Regions from separate parts of the Mus musculus genome. Here region 1 is linked to region 2. Evidence: chromatin contacts called from public HiChIP or PLAC-seq data. All regions are on one chromosome and are shown on one strand. The core of a region is the stretch at or near the end of the contact, and the rest is flanking DNA. Distances in the headings are between cores, read along the strand shown.

Region 1 (7,313 bases), core at 2-2,501, 170 kb before region 2:
TGTTACTATTATTGAAGGCTGGACTAGATAGCATACCAGTTCCTTCTATCTGATTTGAATTTACATTTTGAATTACAATCTATAGATTAGCTTCATTCTGTATCCCAGGTAAGAAAAATACTGTAAGCAGGCAGATATAAAAAGCAAGGGTCCAAAGCGATGTGAAAGAAAGTTCTCTTTTCAACATCTTATTCCCTTTTCTCTGAAGTGGATTTCTTTTCCTGGAGTTTCCAGGGGGGAAAAAAGTGTGTGTGTGTGTGTGTGTGTGTGTGTGTCTCACTGGAGAGGAAAAGATAAAGATCTCGGCTACACCCTGTTTACTATTTTTCCTTTTTGATGACTCAAAGCCTCAGATCACCTAGAGCTCCTTTGAAATGTGAGTTTGTACACGGTTAAAGGAGACAAACAATAAGAGAAATGCACAATTTCATTTCAACAGCTTTTCCCGAGTAGAAAGCACACACTCCTTACTGCTCCTAAGTGACTGTCACTGGTGGTGCCTGACACAGTTATATTCACAACAACAAAGTATGCAGAGAAATTAAATTACGTGGAAATCAATAGCGTCTGACTGCTTCAAACAACTGTCTGTCATGGCTATTATTCTCCGGGAGCCTATTTATAAACCATGAAAGAAACAGGTTCTTGCAGCATAAAGACAGCATCATCCACAGCGCATTTCTGTGTTGCTATTTTTCTCCATATACAGAGGAATGCACGGGCATAATTTAACATACAAATGCCTCTCTGTATACATTATATAACAGCTTGTTAGGCACCGGGTAGTGGAGGTGTGCCTAAATAATGCGCATATATTCTGGGAGGAAAACACACCCGAGAGGAGTGCTTGCATCCTGGCTTTCTTCCTCCAAAAGGTTCCTACCCTTCAACAATAACGGGCCCTTTTTGATCTTTGCAGACCGGCGGAGGCAAGGTGGGACCTGCAGCGCGCATGCCTGGCCAGCTACAGGTGCATCACCTGCCTTGTCCTTGCTGGTGGTCACTATAAGAGCGGCTCCCACGCGCCGCCGCCGGTCGCGGCTCGACGAGCGCGCGCGCGCCCGCCCGCCCGCTCGCTCGCCCAAGCACGGCGCCGCGGCCGCGGGGAGGGCGCGCGCCAGACAGACGGAGACAGCTGCTGTCTGTCAGCGCGGCGGGGCCCGCGAGCTCTCGCGAGAGCTGCCCGGGCCGGCCGCGAGAAGTGGGGCTCAGGTGTAAGAGGAGCGCAGCCCGTCGGCGCGCCGGGGCTAGAGCTCTCGGAGAAGCGGGATCGCGGGACCTGCGCGCGGGCCGGCGGGCGGGCGCTCTGCGCGGTCGGTCCGAGGCAGCGGGCTGCGCTCGCCGGCGCAGCAGCGGCAGCAGCAGCAGCAGCAGCCCCCGCGGCGAGCCTCCGAGCGGAGCCGCCGAGCAGTGCGAGCGAGCGCAGCCTCGGGACGGAGGCCGGGCGAGCCGGCGTGCGCACTTTGCCGCGGACTTTGCGAGTGTTTTGTGGATTTTTACATGCCAAGGCGCCAAGATGATGTCCATGAACAGCAAGCAGCCTCACTTTGCCATGCATCCCACCCTCCCTGAGCACAAGTACCCGTCGCTGCACTCCAGCTCCGAGGCCATCCGGCGGGCCTGCCTGCCCACGCCGCCGGTAAGCGCCCCACGCCCGCGGCCCCGGTCCCGGCCCGCGCGCTCGCCCCCTCCCCCGCTCCGCGCCGCTGCCTGGCGGCAGCTGCCCCGGGCGGCTCCGGGCCCCGCTCCCGCGGGCGGGACTGCTCTTAGAGGGATCCCGCTGCCAGGCACGCGTGGCCCGGGGCCGCTGGAGGCCCGGGTCCCATCCGCCTGTGCCTCTGTCCAGCGCCTGCCATCCGCGGGGAGCTCTCGGGCCGCGGCTGTCGACTTGGCTCCACTTTGTCGGTTAATTTTACGCCTGCACAAGGCGATCTCTGCTCGCTCGCTCGCTCGCTCGCTCGCTCGCTCGCTTTCTCGTTCGGGTGTGTGGCACGGGTCCTTAGCTTCGAGTGACATCTCCATTTCTTCTTTTTCTTCTTCTTTTCGCTCTTTTTTGTCGTCTCCCACTGTCTTCCCCGGAATGTGTTTCCGTGTGCGTCCCCTTCTACCCTTCCCTGGCCCTGTGCCTCTCCCCTTCTATTTCCCCCACCCCGGCATGTTCTCAAATCGTCCCCCGGTCCTCCGTTGACCCTGCTCTTCCCACCCCCCGTTGTTATTTTGGTCGCTTTGTGTTTTGCCTTTTGCCCGTGCTTTCCTGCTTGTGTGTTTGTTTTGTGGTTTCTTTGGTGTTTGTCCCCCCTTTTTTCTTTTTTTTTCTTTTTCTTTCTTCTTTTTTTTTTCTTTCCTTTTCTTTTTGGTTTGGTTTGTGTCGCCTGCAGCTGCAGAGCAACCTCTTCGCCAGCCTGGACGAGACGCTGCTGGCGCGGGCCGAGGCGCTGGCGGCCGTGGACATCGCGGTGTCCCAGGGCAAGAGCCACCCTTTCAAGCCGGACGCCACGTACCACACGATGAATAGCGTGCCCTGCACGTCCACGTCCACCGTGCCGCTGGCGCACCACCACCACCACCACCACCACCACCAGGCGCTCGAGCCCGGTGACCTGCTGGACCACATCTCGTCGCCGTCGCTCGCGCTCATGGCCGGCGCAGGGGGCGCAGGCGCGGCGGGAGGCGGCGGCGGCGCCCACGACGGCCCCGGGGGCGGAGGCGGACCGGGGGGCGGCGGTGGCCCGGGCGGCGGCGGCCCCGGGGGTGGCGGCGGCGGCGGCGGCCCGGGGGGCGGCGGCGGCGGCCCGGGCGGCGGGCTCTTGGGCGGCTCGGCGCATCCGCACCCGCACATGCACGGCCTGGGCCACCTGTCGCACCCCGCGGCGGCGGCGGCCATGAACATGCCGTCCGGGCTGCCGCATCCCGGGCTCGTGGCCGCGGCGGCGCACCACGGCGCGGCGGCGGCAGCGGCGGCGGCGGCGGCGGGGCAGGTGGCGGCGGCGTCGGCCGCGGCGGCGGTGGTGGGCGCGGCGGGCCTGGCGTCCATCTGCGACTCGGACACGGACCCGCGCGAGCTCGAGGCGTTCGCCGAGCGCTTCAAGCAGCGGCGCATCAAGCTGGGCGTGACGCAGGCCGACGTGGGCTCGGCGCTGGCCAACCTCAAGATCCCGGGCGTGGGCTCGCTCAGCCAGAGCACCATCTGCAGGTTCGAGTCGCTCACGCTCTCGCACAACAACATGATCGCGCTCAAGCCCATCCTGCAGGCGTGGCTGGAGGAGGCCGAGGGCGCGCAGCGTGAGAAAATGAACAAGCCGGAGCTCTTCAACGGCGGCGAGAAGAAGCGCAAGCGGACTTCCATCGCCGCGCCCGAGAAGCGCTCCCTCGAGGCCTATTTTGCCGTACAACCCCGGCCCTCGTCTGAGAAGATCGCCGCCATCGCCGAGAAACTGGACCTCAAAAAGAACGTGGTGCGGGTGTGGTTTTGCAACCAGAGACAGAAGCAGAAGCGGATGAAATTCTCTGCCACTTACTGAGGAGGGTGTGAGACGCCGGGTGGGGCACACTGGGGAGCTGAGGGGTGCGTTTCTGGGGCTCCCTCTGGCCCACTTCCCCTCATTTAGACTGTCCGTTATCCTGCCTGCATTTGGGGAGTTCCTTTTCTTGCCCTTCCCTCAGCTCCACTCTGCACCCGGCCCTAGCTGTCCCCCAGCCTAGAGAACAGGGGTGTGGGTGTGGAGAAAGTTTGGGATGGCAGGAGAGAATGGGGGACGTTTAGGTGAGCAGGGCCTGGGGGGTGGGGGAGAAACGCAAAGACTGGAGCTGGGGGGGTTTCGAGAAGCAGGATGGTTCTGGGGAGCAGGGTGGGAGGGAAAGATGGGTGAAGAACTGGGGATCTTGACCAGAGACACTTACAAAATCATCTGGGGACCAAGGAACTATGTACAAAGATAAAACTACCAACCATCACCAAAAACAAAACATAAAACACTAGACAAATAAGGGGGGGGGCAAAGATGCTTTAGGAACTTAACTCCTGGGAGCAGTATTCTGCAGCCTCGTTTACCCCCAAGGAAGAGAAAGCAGCAGTACCATTACTACCACCGCCCCAACTTCCCAAGCACAAGTGAGTCACATAGGAAATCTATCAGCCTGCACCTTGAGCTTCCGGGCAGAAAGCTAGTCCTGTGTTTAACTTTCCCTTCTAAAGTCTCACACCTGCACCCTCTTTGGTTTATTTCCTCTCTTCCAAAGAGACTCCAGGCTTGGCTTCCACTCAGCATCTGGAGCTTAGCTTACATGCGCTTGGGGAGGCTGCCTGGTCATTCACACCGAATCTTCATTTCCCAGGAGCCAATGGCCTCAGTCTTGTGGTCTTGGTCAGGTCTTGAGGCAATGAGAACTCAAAAGACAGAAATTAGGTTCTCCGAAAAAAAAAAAGAATTTATTCTGGGATAATTAAATGACCATACCTACAGTAGGGTTTTACTTTTATAATTTTCTTCATGGATCCATGAACAAATTATCTGACAGTGTCCCCCCCCCCCCATCCTACTTCTAGAACTTTAGAGTGCCCTCTGTTTTTTTTTTTTTTTTTTTTTTTAGTTCGGATTCAAACTCTGCCATCGCACTTATTAAGAGAGGGTGGGAGATCTTAGGGAAGAAACTTGCTTCCGTTTCCACTTCTCTCCACTGAATACAGCCCATCTCGCTCTTCTAGGTCCCTGTCTCCCTCCTTTGGAGAACCGTGAAGTTGTTGAAAAGCTGAGAAGTTTCTGCTCTCATTTGGGGGCAGGAGTCCCATGTAAGAAAAATCACCTAAAATCCCAGAAGAAAGGAAGAGATTTAAAGATTTAAAGCCCCTCCCACCTTGTTCGTTTCAAATAGGTCTGCACTTACCTGGGGGAAGGGGAACAGTGTTTCCCTGTTGTTGTTGTTGTTCTTGTTGTTGTTATTCAAGGATCATTTATTACCGGGGATAAATGTTGAGTCACAAAAACTTCAATTTGCACTATGAGTTTCCAAAATAGAAAATCATGTGTGATATTTCATACTAATAATCCAAGCTGCTGACGGATTTTAAGGAAAAATTTTTTGAGAAAGACAGTTTGAGAAAGAAAGAGAGAGAGAGAGAAATGTGGTTTAGTGAAATGCCTGCTTTGTTGTGTAGAAGATCCCCTTTGGATCTCATGTGGAGATGGTCTGTTACTATCATTTAACCATAACTAAAGATGAAAACGGAAGAGATAAGGGGGGAAGCACTGTTTAACAAGACTGAAATCATGCATGGCTCGAAAGGTGCAGAAAGAAATGTGATTAGGTCTCACTCTGGGTAGGCGTTGTTATTTATTTAATTATGTTGTATGTCATTGTTTGCAGCACAAAACATTCTATGCATTTGAAACTGAGCACTAAACTGGGCTAGCTTTCTGGTAGACCATTTTTTTGTGGATAGTGTGATTTCACAGTCTACTGCCTGTTTCCACTGAAAACACATTATTGTAAATATTTTCTTTCATGCACAGGCCCACACACAGTGGTTACAAACTGCCAGTGTTAATCCTGAAATGTCTCACTGACTGATCCTCCTGTCCATGTTGTGTCTGCAGAGCTCTCTCCTTGGTTATGTCTTCGCTCTATTGCCCCCACCCCCACCCCACCCCATCAGAACCATTTCTGTGCGCCAACATACAACAGGGAGATGTGTCCCAGTCCACTTCCAAATAAAACATGACTGAAAGAAGAGCAGTTTTATGATCTGGGTGCATTTTTGTGTTTATATTGAGCCAAGTCCTGGTAGGGCCGGTCAACAAATGAGAGAAAACAACAAAACAAAACAAATAACCCACACCAAACAGAAAGCCTCAACCAAACTTTAAAATCACGCAAGAGGGGGAGGCAGGGGAGGCAGTGGGAGTGAAAGGATGAGTTTTAGGGTTTTGTTTTGGTGTTTGTTTGTTTGTTTGTTTGTTTTTCCTGAATGAGAATTCAGTTTCAGATAGGTCATGGGAACTGGTGCTCTGAGGAAGGTAACTTACTCGTCCATTTTATCAAAGTTTTAATTTTATCTGCAGAAGCTTTTAAGCCACTTCGTTGGTTTCAGAGTGGTGATGGTAAGCTGTAAACAACCAGGCACCTGCAAAGTATTTAAGTTGAAGGTCAGGGATTCAGGCATCGAGAGGTTTGAATGTGCTGTTCTACTCGAAAAACACATCTAAAAAAAAAAAAAAAAAACAAAAAACAAAAAACAAAAAACGTTGTAACTAAAGGACTTTTCGTTGGCAGTTAATGAATTAGAAAAGTATCCTATGATCTGCCCCAACAACTTGTCAAATGCTTCACTTCATTTAGAACATTCTGCATACCACCTATTGCTTCACATTGACAAGAGGTGTTCTATTTCTTTCTCTTTTTTCTTTTTCTTTTGGTGACCTGGAACTAGATCAAATGCCAAATGTACAAACTTTCTTAATAGTTGGGACTATATCCTCTGAAGTCATCCTATTTTAGCTAAATCTTTTTAACTTCACCGGCATATCTGTGAAAGAAAAGTGTTCAGAAAAGAATAGTACATTTTAAAAAGGTGTGATTTTAAAACAGTTGTTAATATTTTAAAAAGCACTAGAGGTATTTTTAAAAATAGATCTCTTCCATCAAAATTGATTTGTTTCTGTTATTGACTTGAGATATCATCAGAGTTTCTAATAAAATACATTTGTAAAAGAACACATTATTTTATAGAAAAGTATGACCAGATTTCATTGTTGGAGATCCAGGGATGAACAAATAAAAAGATTTACAAAGGTTGTTTTTCTAATAATCTGCTCAAACAGAAATGTTGCAGGCAAATACATTTGTATTATATAATAATGGATAATGTATGTATTAAGAATTTAAGCATTTGTTTTGTACTAAGTAAATCCTTGCCCAGTACAAAAAAAAAAAGACTATTATGTTAATAAAACATCATGAAAACGCATCGCTTTGCAGGGTTTCCTATTTTATGTAGTAGGAAACTGTGCAAAATTAAAAAAAAAAAAAAGTTTTGCTTTCTAGTGAGTGGATGTGTTCAGGCCAGGAAGGACTGAGCGAGCTCCTGTTAGACTCCTTTAGCTGTCAACTCACAGAAAATGTTAAAAGGAGACTCCTCAAGAGAAGGCAATGATTTGCTGATCTGTGGTAGTTAGGCTTTTTCAAGTTCTCTGGTTCAGAAAGTCGGGAAAATTTCCTCCCACAGCTGCTAATTTGTGGAAATAAAATGTGTGAGTCTGAACTCCTCTAAAGAACAGAAGTTTCAGAAGGTAGGGGAACTGGGCTCTGATTCTGTG
Region 2 (7,385 bases), core at 2,954-5,453:
AGAACTTGAAGGTAAGACTCTAGTGCTGAAGACATCACACAGTTTGGATACAAAATTTTGAGGAATCAAGACTAAACTGATCTGGATGCTTCCTCTATGAAGACTGTCTCTCATAGTATTGGAAGGTGCTATGAAAACTACCAGGGGATAGGGGCAGTCAGTTTTCCTACCCATTGATAATGTCTATGAACCACAACAATTACTAGATCAGCAAGATTGAGCAATAGTGGCACTACACTCATTAGGGTAACCAACAAATGAATTGGCATAAAGCTCGTACAGCAGCAATGAATTTCTGGAAAGGCCATAGACTCAAGAAGATGATTCTTCTTGTGTTCCTGAGCCAATAAAATTTCTAAATCTGTTCTAAATACCCTTATACCTACAGACAGCTGCATCTCTCAGTCCTTGTCAGAGAAATTTCATTTTATAATGATGGAAACTATCACAGAAAACCACAACTAATCAAAATGCAGACAAACAACTGTGGGGTGCCAAACTCCAACTGATATATCTTTATTGTAATGTTTACACCTATGGCTCAAGCAAAATCGTGGAGAAGGAGTCAGAAAGATGCTAAGAGCCAGAATATCAGGGTGTCTGCTGTGAGGTAGTGCTTTTTATGTATGACCAGGAATCTGCAGCATGAACTCTGAACATTATGATTGTCTGAACAATACCTGCACAACAATACTATCAGTTGACCTATAAATAGAAACAGGGGAAATCTCACAAGGCTCCACTTTTAAATGAAGAGCTACAAATTGTTAGTGTCATCTAAGAGAGGGCCAGTCTCCACCAAGCATGACCTCCCACATGTATTGTACAATCCGAGTAGTCGTTCCTCGACACATGTATATACATACAAGCAGAGATAAATTGACTTATTAAGTTGAATATACATATGGATATATGTAAATGAACATTAACATGTATATGCACATGTATACATACCCACATACCCACATATATATATATATATATATATATATATATATATATATATATATATATATATGAGAGAGGGGGCAGAAGTGATATAGATGCAGGGCTCATGTATGAAGTTCTCAAAAATATAAAATTACTTTGCTTAATCTTTTTCAAGATCATTTTTCTTTTATTTTTGAGAATATAACATAATTATACCATTTCTCCTGTCCCTTTCCTCCTACCAAACCCTTCCACATGCCCCTCCTTGCTTTATTTCAAATACATGGCCTGTTTTCTCAATAATTTCTCAACTACACACATATATATACATGGTATATATATATACCATGTTGTTATACATATATACATATACATGTATATATGATATATAACTTACCCTTAAATATTACTCACTCTGTCTACATAATGTTGCTTGTATGTATGTTCCCAGGGCCAACCATTTGTTACTGGATAATAAATTATGTGTTGTTTCCCTAGAAAAAGGAATAAGGCTTCTTTTCAATTCATACAGCAGTTAATGAAGTTAAAAGAGAGCTTATGTCTTAAAGAAACAAATACCTAGGCACATTTGAAGATGAGCCACTAAGGACCCACTAGAATAGGGCAACAATGGCCAACATGGACACAAACCATAAGCCCCTAAGTGACTTTTCATCAAATGTCTGGCACAGAAGAACTGTCTCTAATTGATAACAGTAAGGTCCCTAGGACCAGATAGGTTATTACAGATTACAAGTCTTATCATAGTTTTTTTTAATCCACAGTGAAATAAAGTTGTTTTTTCCCCCACCATTGAAGCACTGCATTATTCTTGAAATACAAGTACTCATCTCTTTATTTTTCCATTTTCATTAAGTATGCATCAACTTGTGAAACACACGGAAAGTTGGACACTATTATTTTTGGTTTGTTTGTTTTTGTTTTTTTTTTTTTTTTTTTTTTTTGATTCTCAAGAACTATTTCTCCGGACTCTTCTCTCCTCTTGACCCTTTCCTGAGCCTCTTCCCATACTGATTCTCTTTGAGTTTCCAGGACTTTGGGTCTCATCAAAGGCCGATCTTCCCCCTTCCCACATTTGGGTTCCCTATTGTCTTCTTTACTTTTCTCTGTCAGAGACTTTCTGTTTCCCAGATTGTTGTCACTAACATACTCCAAGTTCTTCTCTGTTGAGAAGTATCTCTTGGATCTTATGTCCTGCCAGCCACCATGATTGCTAATCACCCACGGTTGCCTGTGGAAGCTACCTCGACCTCCTCATCAACCATTCCTTCCTCAAGCAGGTTTCCGTCTGCCCCTCACATCATGAAAATGACTCCTGTCAAGGTCACAACTGACCGTCATGATGCTAAATCTGGTAGACATTTGTGTCTTTTCATCTTATTCGGCCTCTCATTAGCATTCCACACAGCTGGCTGCTGTGTTTTTCTTGAAGCTGTCCCCTTTGTTTGCAATGTCACTCTCCTTCATATTCATGTTTGCTCCCCTGACCTCAGTGGCCATTCAGCTTCTGTCTCCATGGCTGACATGTCTTGTTCTCTGTAAGTTAATGATGGGACTCCACTACTTCCTGTGTATTCTTCACCAGGCAGGATTTGCTACCCCATGTTTTTGAGTATGTGTTGATAACTCTGGGCTTACATCTTCAGCTCTGAATACAAAATTATATGTTGTTTATTGAGGGACATATAAAGATGTATCTCCTTTTGGCTTCCAATAACATGAAATCCCTCTTGAAATCGCAAATCCATACTCTTGTGTTTGAGTTACAACTCTGTACTCCCAGTTAAATGTAAAATGATTTATTCCAGAATTCTCTTTCTTACGCAGCAATATTTGTCAAACTTCTGTGTGATATTTTGAGTCCAGAAATTGGATGTAGGTAGTGTCATCTGAAGGACATTAGAAAGAAGGATGGAGATGCTTCATAGAAGTAGGAATGGAGACGCTTCACAGTTCATGGCTGATATTCTTCTAGGCTACTTCCAGTTTCCAGGTAATATACAAAATTATCTTTTGAAAAATAGATCATGTTTTGCTTAAAACTTTATAATACAGTTTAGATTTCAGTATCAATGTTGCTTCTTTGCAAAAATCTTGCCTTCACATTCAGTTTAAAGTCACCCCTTAAGACACTCATTCTCTCTCAATTATTCTGTCTCAAATTTACTGCCATCTTTCTATCACAGTGACAGGAGCTTCCTTCTCTCTTGTCTTGGCTAATTGCACAGGTTTTTTTCAGATAGCAACTGCAGCAACAGTAACAGCAGCAGCAACAGCAATGGTGCCCAAAACATAAATGCATGAATGTATACATCAATGCTTTTCCTTATCAGTATTTGTTATAATATGTCACAACTATAACACAGTTACGTATATAAGCCTAGTAGTTTAGGAAAGTTCACAACTAACTTGGGTAATTATATTAGTCATTTCCCCAGAAACTGGAATACAATCTGTGACTTCCTCATTCGTGTCTGTGAAACAGAACCGTTTTATTCAGCAATAATTTGCTTCATTTATGTTATATAAAGTCCAGAGGAAAGACACCTTTGCAATCCTCTTTATAACCATCATACATAATTTGTTACCCTTAAGAGACACATGCAGTACTGAAGTGTGAGCAACTTTACTTCAGGGCAGGCTTTTGGTGTCTTCACTTTTTTGCGCTCACCTAAGTATCTCGAAAGTTTAGCATTAGCTCTTCCAAACCTTGTGGTTGTACCCAGGTCACTTGGAGGCATGCATGGTAGGTCTGGTCTTCATCCTTGGCATAGTTCTAATCTTTAACAAGTATATCTCCACTGAGTTTTGAAGCCCTGGAAGTATAGTTAATTGGCATGCCTGTCTATATATGAGCTAGATCCTAATGGTACTGGAGGAGGACCATCGTATGTGCCTTGCAACAACTTAGCTTCAGACTGTGTAACACCTTGGCCTGTGGTTTATTCTAGATCCAAGAGACAATAGCTATTTTTTTACTGTGGCATTCTTATTATGTTTTTATCTCTTGGCCTCAGTCCTGGTTGCATATGATTTTGTATCAGGGTTTTGTAGGAACACTCAGCTCAACTTCCTCCACGTTTCATCTTCTAAAGCCTTGTGTGAGACTTTTCTCTCAAGTATTTAGAGTTTAAACCACGTGTCAATGAAGGCCACGTCTTTATTGCTGTCTGAGCCACTGTTGTTGAATAGAGGGCCCTGGCACAATGCATCTTTGTCTTGCACTGGCTAATAACCCAGAGTACAGCAGGCCTGGCCTGCCATTAACATTTACCACCGCTACACTCCTCTCTACTGTATAAAAACTGAACACTGGCCTGGCCCTGTTCATTGTTTTCAGAACCTTGACTCTCCTTACCATTCTCATCATCCAAATTTATTTAAGGATGAAACTATTAGAAACACAATTGGTGAATTAATGTCATAGGGACTGCTGCTGGCAGCTCATCAATTTTTGATATGCCACTCAGACAAATGAAACATAAGCCACCCAGAACAAGGGGACCTTTTGACACTTCAAAGGAAACCCCTATGGGTGGTTTCCTCTTGAAGCTACACTAAACTGGCTCGATCTCCTCAGCTGGAAGCTGCCGATGTCTCATTAACCCCTAAAAAGGCCCTGCATGAGCCTCTCTTTTCAGCTATAATTATGCTGTGCACTCCTGTTAGGCTGCATGGGATCGCAACACTGTCACCCGCACATTATAAACATCCATCCTAATTGAAAAGCAGATTAGACTCTTGTGTTAATTAGCCAAAAAGCCCGCCCACTTGCATGCATTATGAGTGCCTCTTAAATACTGAGGATGTTGAAATCCCTCAGAAAGACAAGGCAGACTTAATTGCAATAACCTGCACATTAAGTTTAATTTACTTTAAATTTACCGGTTTAGCAGGCTCATTTGATGGTGTTAATGTTCTAGCAAATTAATTATCTGAATTAGTCGTGCCTGGTGGAGTTTTGCAGCAGAATACATTGTACAGTGGCCTATTAATAACAGACAAACAGGGCAGGATTAATGAGAAGATTATGTTGGAGTTCTTAAAAAAAGAGATCTTTGCATGAATTCAAATATAATCACCAAAGTGCAAATACAGACTCAGAATATAAACAAACTGAGATTTATTATACTCGATGGCATGCCGTCCAGGAGAAACAGTAAAACCTGATAAGGGAAAGATCCGACAGCAAGAGCCTTTTCCACGGCCTCCTGCGGATTCCTCCTCTCCACAAACTGTTTCCCATCAGTGTGCATATGTGAAAGCCACGGTGGGCAACTGAATGCCTTCCACGGGCTGCAGAGATGAAACCTGCATGCAGCTAGAAATAGCTCTCCCTGGCTAACCCTATTGCCCGTTTAGTAATTTATAATGCTTTTGGATGCATTCTGGACCCCACTTTTAACCATATCTCTGATGAGATCATGAAAACATTAGCCTGTAACTAACCTGAAATAGTGATTATGGACAGCCTGTCTTTTCTGTCTGGGAAAGAGCTTTCCACGATTATGTTGGTAATCTGTCAGGGTAAGGTAAGAATGGAACCAAATGGTTGGGGAAGGTTAAATTATTAACTCCTTTGGGCGATCATCTAGAAATATAAGACATCTCTATCCCTCTTCCTAGCCCCTGATCCTAAGTCCTAATGAGTTACAATAGAGGCTTCAAAACATTTCCATAAAGTCTTGCAGTGGATGAAATATTAGGTGATATTAGCGCAAATTGGCCTGTGATGTGGTATCAGTCCAGTCCTGACAAATTGGACTCTCTCTAAAGTCTATGTGATGGTCCCATCATTACAAATACTCTCTCTACACTTGCTTCTGAAGAGATATGCATAAGGTCTCTCCACCGTCCACAGCAGCAAGAAATAGCCTCTGGGTGTCAAACTAATAATGGTTGACTGGCTCCAACTAAATACGGCCATGAAGTGATTGACCTGAACAAGCCAGATTATTGATTGGGCTGGAGATGCCCAAGCCATCATTTTCTTGGAGCAGTCACTGCCTTTGTCTTGATCCCGTCCACAGCTGTCACACTGTGGAGAGCCATGGGAAGGATCTACATTTGCATCCTCCATACATCTATGCCGCCCCGCTCTGCTTAAAATAAAAATGCCACCACTTGAAAGGCCGAGTTGTTGATTCTTTTCCTTTTTCTTTTTTTAATTATATCGTTAGAAGCTAAGAGTTTGGGCTGAGAGTGGAGGGAGACTTGCTTTATGGGTGTATTTAATTTGGGGGAAATATTGAGAATAAAACTGGTTCCAATATGTTCTCTGTATTGTGTCAATACATCACCCGGGTCCTTTCTGGAGTCACAATTATCATTAGGGTTTTTTGTTTTGTTCTGTTTTTTTTTTTGTTTTGTTTTTGTTGTTGTTCTCTGTTGAGTTAACAATTTGCAGCAGTAAATGAAACTGGCACAAAGAGCAGGTGTTATTAAAACTGGGCAGGAAGAGGACAATAACAACATCATTCCACTTTAAAGGCCGTTGTGCGCAGAACTAAAATGACTCTGGAACCCATCGGGAATAGAAAATACAGCGTAAAGAAAATGGATTTCAGTGACACATAAACAAAAGGCAAATGACTAATATATTTACATGTAACATGTGGTGTGTTCATTGCACACCATGGTGACAGAATTGTTTATTTCATTTATAATTTATACGGCAAAACCTTATTAAATGTGTAACTAGTTTGCCAGATAATGTACATGGGGGATGAGGCTTCCATTATAGTGCATTAGTAAAAAAAAAAAAAAAGGTTTGCATTTGTGAGTTAATTTTTCCCAGTCCATCCCTCCCCACAGTGCGCTCTCAGAACAGAATCCTGCATCTCTGCAGCCACAGTCACACGGTGGGAAGAGAGCTATGAATTTCTGGAAAAGGGAATTCACTGGGAAAAGATCCTCCACTTGGGTGTTTCCAAGAATACGTCTTTGAAAAAGTGCTAAGGATATCTAGAGTGCAGAGGAACCTCGAGGTAATTTTAGAGAATCTAGGGACACTTTTCTCTGGGAAAACAGCATTCTGTGACAAGCCAGTAGCACTGGAATTTGGAACCAGGCCACAGATTGCTTTATAGTCCCCAAAATTGCTAGTTAGTGTCATAAAAAGTGCAAATCACTTCAGCTTGCCACCCTCCTTCATCTGAGCTAACTTCTTTATGGCATTTCCAGAAATGAAGCCAGCAACATGTGTAGTGGAGGCTCAAGCAGACTAGGGGTATGCTCATCCCCAGATTTTAATTAAGCAGTTTTTTTTTTTGGTCCTTTGTTTTGCTTCTAATCCTGCGACTCTCTAGTAGTAACATCTCTTCTGCACCTATTTGCTTCGTATATGAATACCTAACTCTGTCCTTACTCTCCGGTTCTTTTCAATCTAGGAAAAGAATGCTGCATCTTTGGGACTTCGCTCCTAGTTGATAAGG

Evidence for each region. HiChIP or PLAC-seq counts read pairs in DNA pulled down with a chosen protein or histone mark.
Region 1: a contact with region 2 is called in an H3K4me3 HiChIP or PLAC-seq map of neural tube, with 2.4 times the contacts expected there. The contact joins the promoter of Pou4f1 here to the enhancer-like site in region 2. A contact is called at or near these places in 2 of 484 Hi-C or Micro-C datasets (embryonic cerebral cortex and neural progenitor cells) and 4 of 115 datasets of contacts at active chromatin or transcription factors (astrocytes, embryonic hindbrain, embryonic midbrain and 1 more).

What each region holds. Positions count from the first base shown.
Region 1 is chr14:104,461,937-104,469,249 of GRCm38.p6, reverse strand. Pou4f1 (POU domain, class 4, transcription factor 1) reads left to right here and starts at 1,251. Exons shown (of 3, transcript NM_011143.4): 1 at 1,251-1,639; 2 at 2,379-3,565; 3 at 4,706-6,930. The coding sequence starts at 1,517. The coding sequence ends at 3,521.
Region 2 is chr14:104,295,324-104,302,708 of GRCm38.p6, reverse strand. It overlaps D130079A08Rik (RIKEN cDNA D130079A08 gene), which reads left to right. Exons shown (of 5, transcript NR_168067.1): 2 at 2,779-2,944; 3 at 7,341-7,385. Among named protein-coding and RNA genes, the nearest start is that of Gm52151, 110 kb to the right of the region's middle. Within about 2 kb of position 4,203, at least 14 of the 459 cell types and tissues checked have an H3K27ac peak or open chromatin away from gene starts, as enhancers often do. A contact at or near this core is called in neural tube, where this site is marked.